Linked DNA regions of Mus musculus: region 1 is linked to region 2. The links are chromatin contacts, called in public HiChIP or PLAC-seq maps. All regions are on one chromosome and are shown on one strand. Each heading gives the region's core, a stretch centred on a gene start, on an enhancer-like site or on the middle of the called end of the contact. The rest is flanking DNA. Distances are from core to core; before and after follow the strand shown.

Region 1 (3,636 bases), core at 421-2,920, 410 kb before region 2:
TCATGTTTCTATCTTTTATAAAGAACTAGCAGGTTGGCTTAGTGGTTCACACCTTTAAGCCCAGAACTCAGGAGGCAGAAGCAGGGGCATGAGTTAGTTCAAGGCTAGCCTGGTGGGGGTTGGGGGACGACGACACTCTGCCTCAAAAATAAATAAATAAAATGAAAAAGAACTAGCAGCTCACAATGCACTAATCACTCTCTCAATTCTTTCAAACAGAAAAAGAAAAAAAAAAAGGTTAAATCTCATGGAACCCTGGACAGGAAATAATCCCAGAGGTTAGCTGTAGGAAGAGCAGAGAGAAGAGACCAAGATATCATTTAAGATATCAGAACAGAAGACCTGAAAGTCATTTCTATTCTTGGGAAAGAAAGGAAGATCACAGAAAGAGATCACCTATGGTGTGTATGTATGAAACAACTGATCCCCTTCCTGCTAAGTATACATCCGCAATGCAAAGTCTGGCATGGCCAGCAGGGGGCAGTATAGGCGAGCAAGAAGCTAAGTCTAAGATCCCACTATCCACTTAGATTACTCACTTCCTTCCCTTCCTGCTGCTTCAATCGCCTTGTTTGCTGAGCATGAGTCTACAATTACCGCAGAACAAAAAATTTAACCTATGTGTACTCTTAAAATTCCCCTAAGAATGTGCCTCATCTCTTTTTTTATACTACCTGAATAAACAAGTCTGAAAGCCTAAAAGCCAAAAATTCACAGTATATGCACTTAAATGTATGTCTGTTTGCATGGTGATGATGTGTTTATGCTACAGTCAGCAAACACAGCTTGCTTAATGAGGCAAAAATCTTTGTCAGTTTTATAAAGCAAAGTTCATGAGAAATATTTAATATGTAAATAAAGCAGTAAAATGTGATCGAAAAACAAAAACAAACAAACAAACAATAACACACCTCACTAATACCACTACAACTCATCGTAAGACTTTAAGCCATTGTTTATTAAGTTAGACTCTCAGGCCTGTGGAGGTCATCAGCAGCCCACCTCTGAGAAGAGTGGATTATCCCACCCATTTCAATGACTCCCTTCACCACAAACCCAGAGGGGTCAGGAAAAGCTGGCTGTGTGCATTCCAGCATGCAAGCCTGCAAAAGTTCTGCCATCCACTGCAGGGTGAGGCACTCAGCTAGCATGCAGGACTGAAGCTGTAGCCCATAGCTTGCCAGCCACCTCAGAGCTGGGCAGGTAAACAAGGGGCTAACAGCTAGAGATGGCTGACTCTAGATGCTCAGTGACCCTCAAAGATAAAAAAGCGGCTGACTCCCACTCCACTGTTCAAAGCCCCTTTCCTCTGACCACAACTGACAGCAGTCAGAAGACAAAACTGCCTCTCTAGGGCTCGGAAGCCTCTGCCCACCCTGTGTCTATTCCCAATTGTCTTCAGCCTGGTGAGGGAAGGCGCTGCCTCCCCAGCCATCACAGCCCCAAGCACCGTCAGGGCCAAGGCCAGGCTTCTGCTCCCACAGAGACCATGGCCACTCCTCCCAGGGAAAGGAGGCTTGGAAAGCCAAGGTAAAGAACTTCAGTAGAAGAGGAGCGGACGATGGACCACTGGGAAATACCAACTGCCGAGGGGCCAGCTATACTCTGGAGTGAGCCAGGAAAACACGCCGCCTACGAGCTGTCTCCACTGGAAGAGTCTTTAAACATCCCCTCAGCAACAAGTTTCCCCAGCACTGTGCAGCAGGGCACTGCAGTCTCTGCAGTCAGCCTGTGGCGGTGGGCTGGCATCTGTGGCAAGATGGATCTGTAGCTCAGGCTGGCAATCTCGAATTGAGATAGCCGTAAGAGGAAGTTAAAGCAAACACTGGTGACAACCTGTGGGCTAAAGGAAATGCAGAGACTGGCCAAACAAGAGAATTCCAGAGCCCCACATCAGTGAACATAGCTTCCTGGTGGTGTGGCCTTTGGAGGGTCTACAAAAATCCAATGACCATTTTGTACCTAGATCTTGCTATGCGGAGAGGCCATTGGTCAGAGACACCAGTGCCTCATCATGGAGAATGAAAGGAAGCCTGAGAGGGACTAAAGACCACACAGAGACAGGTATGAGGGGTGGAGCCCCAGTGTTCTCTTTTTCCAGGGCACCTTCCCTGAAGTTCTCATTAAACATCAGCAGAACTAAACTGTGCATAGAAAATTACTGTTCCTCCTCCATCAAATGGCTCTACTTCCATTCCTGAGACCCACAGGAAAGGAGTCACAGCAGCCAGACCTCATTCTACCCCACCCACCACACCCCAGCATGCTTCACAGAGACCCTCAAGCTGCTGGCTGCAGTAACAAACCCCAGCTACAAAGCTGCTCTTCGGTAAAATAGATTGTTACAGGGCCATTGTGGGAACTCTCTCCGAGGAGACACAGAGCATCGTCTTCAACCCCCTCTCCCTTACAGGGTACCAACAACAAAACCACACAGTAAGATTCCACTGTAGCCCAACGGGAACTAAGGGAAGCACGGGAGAGGGGTTATCTCCAGGAGCAGCTGCCACTAGGAAGCCTCGGCCCCAGCATGGATGACAGCTTCCCCATAGCTGTATAGGAGTCCTACTCGCAGTTAACATTCCACCGTCTACAGTACTTCACCCAGACCACGTGCAATTTAGCCAGAATTAACATATAACTGGCCAGTAAGTGCAAAAGAGTGTGACTGAGCTCAGCCGAGGGTCCAATGAGCCTCCCTACACCTCTCCTACTCTGAGGGAACGCCGCCTGTCAAGGAGTCATGGCTTGAGAGTCTCTCGCACGTAGCCACGGCTGTTCCCGTGACACCCACACTGTGCTCAGAGGACAGCGCTCCACGGCAAGGACTGAAAACAAAAGGGTGTGTTTCGCCCTTTCAAGAAGGCCTAGCACACAGCAGGCACTGCACAGGCTGAGCTCGGAATCTCAACCCCATACCTGTTATTTTGACTTGGCAGAAGCGCAACTCAAGGACAGCTGTGTCTCTGGCTGCCTTTCACTCACCAGCTGTCTGGAGCTCAAGCAAGGATCTTTCACCCTTCCACTGGATTCTCCTTTTCCACCCAGGAGGCTTTGCGAATATACAAAGCAGGCAGCAGGTTAGCAAGCTCGGTTAACAAGGGAGACAGAAGTGATTCTGTTACTGTCAGGTTTATATACAGGTAATGTGTTTTCTCTACTAATGGCTCAAAATTATTCATTTCAAGCCACTGGCTTTTCCAAGCAAGCAAGGATTTAGTGAGCCTTTCCAGTTTCGCCAGCACAAGGATCAACTACAGGCCGAGCGGGGCAAGTAAACGCAGCGTGGACCTCATGTCCGGGCCCTGGTTGTTCTGAATCCAGCTCGGGGATTTTCTCGAGCTGTCCACTCATGGGTATGCACAGTAAGTGAATGACAACAGGAGCCCAGAGAAAGCTGCTGATCCCCAGCCCACAACAGCTGAGACGGAATTCCCTGAAGGGATCCGAGGACCTCTCCCTAGGGCATGTGGTCTGATGAGAGAATGTGCCACACCTCCAAGTGGTCAGTTTGCTCACACATCAAAACTGCTTCGTACAGCGTCCTGGCCAGCCTCCTGCTCCCGGCACACATAGGAAGGGCTGTGAGGCCGGAGCTCAGGATAGGCTGCTTACAGCACAGAAACCTCAACCTGC
Region 2 (3,300 bases), core at 537-3,036:
AGAAAAAGTCGATAGGCAAGCCACCATACATTGATAGAACCCTCCTTTTAGACCATTTAATTTCTTAATTGTATATTTGACATTTAAAGACATTTACCATCCCAATATTAACTTCACCTGTTAATTTCTACTCTGTGGCTCCTTGTGGTTCTCCAAACAGGTCCGTGATGGGATCAGGGATGTGGCACATGCCCAATGACTCCTGTGGCCTCCCAGGTACAGACTAAGAAGTGAGTTAAGGTACCCTGGAGGGCACACAAACCCGGTGGAATTCTAGGCCTGGGCTTTTCTATTTCACACTAACCCCCTGAGCTAAGCCGGAATGAGGCCCTCTCAGAGGCCTATTTTCTCATCTGTAAAATGGGCAGGGAACACAGAGAGCCCTGGGGCCTAAGAAAATTCAAAAGGAGCAGGTGATCATCAAAGCTGCAGGGGACTCTGAGCCACACGCTGGTGTGGAGCTGGTGTGGACCGTAGAGGGGGATGACGTAGTGGGAGAGGACAGGACACACCGGACAGACAGAGAGCTCAGGCTCTCCATGACCTCAGGCTCCCTGCTTGTTCTTACCTGCTGGGCTGAGCTCTGAACTGTCTCAGGTTAGAGAGCACGAGTTAGACAGACTCCCTGGTAGACAGACTAGAGGGAGGGGGAGCGCATGGCTAGGTAATAAAGGTGTCGAATTTCAAGAGGAGGGTTCCTCACCTCCCCACTCCAGACTTGAGACAAAAGCCTGGTAGCCTAAAATAAAAGTCCTGGAGGCTTTGGTCTCCCTTCCCTGCTGAAGGTCCACCTCAGCAAATTCAAGGCTAGGTCAGGACAGGTCACATAACAGTTGTGGGCCCACCAACATTCATCATACCTGTCTTCAAACTAACTAACCCTAAATTAGGGGAGAGAAAACTTCAGACAGACAGACAGACAGACAGACACACACACACACACACACACACACACACACACACACACACACACACACAGCCCTAAAGAGACTGATATCCCTTTGCAGGCATAAAGACATGCGGCTTTACAGACAGAGGGCCTTTTCTCTGTGTGCCTGCTGCATGCCTGTGTTTCTAACCTCATAAAACCCTTCCTTCAACTGCTGACTCTCCCTGCTCCTGTTTGCAGTGTTTCTACAATTTCTACAATGTTACCTGTGGTGCTTAAGACTTTTCCCGCCTTTTAACGAACCTATCAAGCAAGACCCCTATCTATCTATCACAGGTACACGGGCTGGTCACACTGGCCTCAAAGATGACTTGAACACTGCCCCCATCACTTTGAGCAGCAATATGCATGGTCATAGGGCAAAAGATTTTCAACTGGAACCAACTGGGGTCAGGAGCAGGCTAAGCTTTTGCACCTTATATAGCAGGTGTTCTAAGTAAACAACAGAAATGGCAGCGCAGCACTTTGGGCATCGAAACGCTGGGCAGCTCTCTATCACAATGACCTCTGAGCCAATCAGGCTATGAATATAAACACTGAGAACATGGGACAGTTGTTTTCCTGGGACAAAAATCACAGGAACTGACCACTATGTATCACAGCCACCAAGTGTTGGGCTTTCTGAGTGCTGTGATGACTGACGGGGAGTCCCTGAACTGCACCCAAAGATATATCATCTCGGGGTAAGCACCCTTTGCCTACCTCAGCACACTGGGTTCTCAGGTAGGAGACACCAAGGCCCACTGGCTCGCCTGAGATGACAGAGTCACCCCAGGGCACCTCCTATTTCCTCTTCCCTAACATCTCGCTGGCCCTGTGCATCTGGCAGAGCGCCAGAAAAAGCAAACCACACAAATACCACCCAGGAAAGTGCTGGGGCCAAAGAGCAGTCGCACCCTTTAGTCTCCTCCAACACAGATCAGAATAGGGCCTGCTCAACCAGCCTCGACCCGAATAACCAAGAGCAGTAAGGCTGAAGAGGGAGAGCAGAAGCAGCCCCCTGCCCCATTTCCTGTTGCACAACCCTCTGGAAACCACTGTGTTCACCCAGAGAGAATCAAGCCACAGCCACCCATAGTAAATTCAGAGCCCTTCCCCCCCCAAGCCCCCAATGCCAGGCCAAAAGAATGTGTGGAATGTGGATGGCTCTCAGCTTGTTTCCACAACCCAAACACATCACCATCCACAGGGCAAGGAACTGCACTTATAAGGAAAAGGCCTGCTGCTGGCCACTTCCTGGGCATTAAACCCCCAGACCTCAGGAGCCTGAACACTGACCCCAGCCAGGGCTGACAGCTCCTGCATACTTTGTGGTATCCCAGGACACCCAGGCACTCTCCCTACCCTAGTGCACATGTGGACTCGAACACAGACAAGACAAAAAAGATCAGCAGAGACGTAGAAACAAATACCAAGGAGCTTTCTTGGCTTCACAGAGGGCACCGTGGATTTAAAGAAAATGCCTGAACAACTCTTGTAGCCAGCAGTGGGCTTTATGAAAGTGCATATATGTTCCAGAATGGAAGATGACATGACCCAGCAGCTGGTCCTCAAATTGCTTTTGCAGCCTCCAGAGCAGGCACTCTGCACTCAGAGGTAGTAGCCAGAAAGACACAAGGTGCCGCCATGTCATGTGTAAATTCCTCCTCCACTGACTTTACTGGGGACAGTGACAGTCCTACCAGCAGTCAGATGGGAAAGATCAGAAACAAATCCAAGAACACAACACCATGTACCCACTAATCCTCTTCAGCCCTTCCTCCCGACACTCCTGGAAAGGGTGTGTGCGTGTGTGTGATCTCGAACCTCAGGGCCAATGGAACCAACTGCTCATCACTGGACTTGAGAAACTCATGTTAAAATAACAGCTCCTTTGTGCAAAGGCAGGACAGGCCACTGGCCCTGCCCCATGCTGTCACCAGAGACAGCAAGCTGCTGGGCTGGTTTGTCCATAGGACATGAATGGGAATTCTCAGAAAATAAACAGGAACGTGGCCATCCCGGAAACACACAGGTGCCAGCCTCAGGCAACTGACCTTTGCCGGCAGGGCTCACTGAACTGGAGAAGATGAAGGGGGGGTGGGTAATAAGGGAGGTGCTGGTGATACCTGTGAAAGGACACATCACCGGAAACTTCTGAAAGTTATTTCCCCTTGCTTCTGTGAATCTCTGTGTGCTGGAAGCCTTCCTCCTCTCTAACCCTGATATGCATTCACTGGCCTGTGCATCTCAGGCACCAAATGCTGCCCTACTGGGTAGAGGTTAAAGGGATCAACCTTATTAAGGGCCTGCTTACCTGCTGGGGGATGTTGGCCTCTTGATGTCAGAGGAAAAACTCCAAGACTCCACCT

What was found. HiChIP or PLAC-seq counts read pairs in DNA pulled down with a chosen protein or histone mark.
Region 1: a contact with region 2 is called in a FOXA1 HiChIP or PLAC-seq map of pancreatic cancer cells. The contact joins two enhancer-like sites. A contact is called at or near these places in 1 of 15 datasets of contacts at CTCF or cohesin (the NIH/3T3 cell line) and 2 of 115 datasets of contacts at active chromatin or transcription factors (extraembryonic endoderm stem cells and pancreatic cancer cells).

Annotation. Positions count from the first base shown.
Region 1 is chr1:89,521,440-89,525,075 of GRCm38.p6, reverse strand. All of the region lies in intron 1 of Agap1 (ArfGAP with GTPase domain, ankyrin repeat and PH domain 1), which reads right to left. Among named protein-coding and RNA genes, the nearest start is that of Gm41914, 58 kb to the left of the region's middle. Within about 2 kb of position 1,670, at least 28 of the 459 cell types and tissues checked have an H3K27ac peak or open chromatin away from gene starts, as enhancers often do. A contact at or near this core is called in pancreatic cancer cells, where this site is marked.
Region 2 is chr1:89,107,282-89,110,581 of GRCm38.p6, reverse strand. It overlaps Sh3bp4 (SH3-domain binding protein 4), which reads right to left. Exons shown (of 6, transcript NM_133816.3): 2 at 3,246-3,300. Among named protein-coding and RNA genes, the nearest start is that of Gm34331, 5.4 kb to the right of the region's middle. Within about 2 kb of position 1,786, at least 148 of the 459 cell types and tissues checked have an H3K27ac peak or open chromatin away from gene starts, as enhancers often do. A contact at or near this core is called in pancreatic cancer cells, where this site is marked.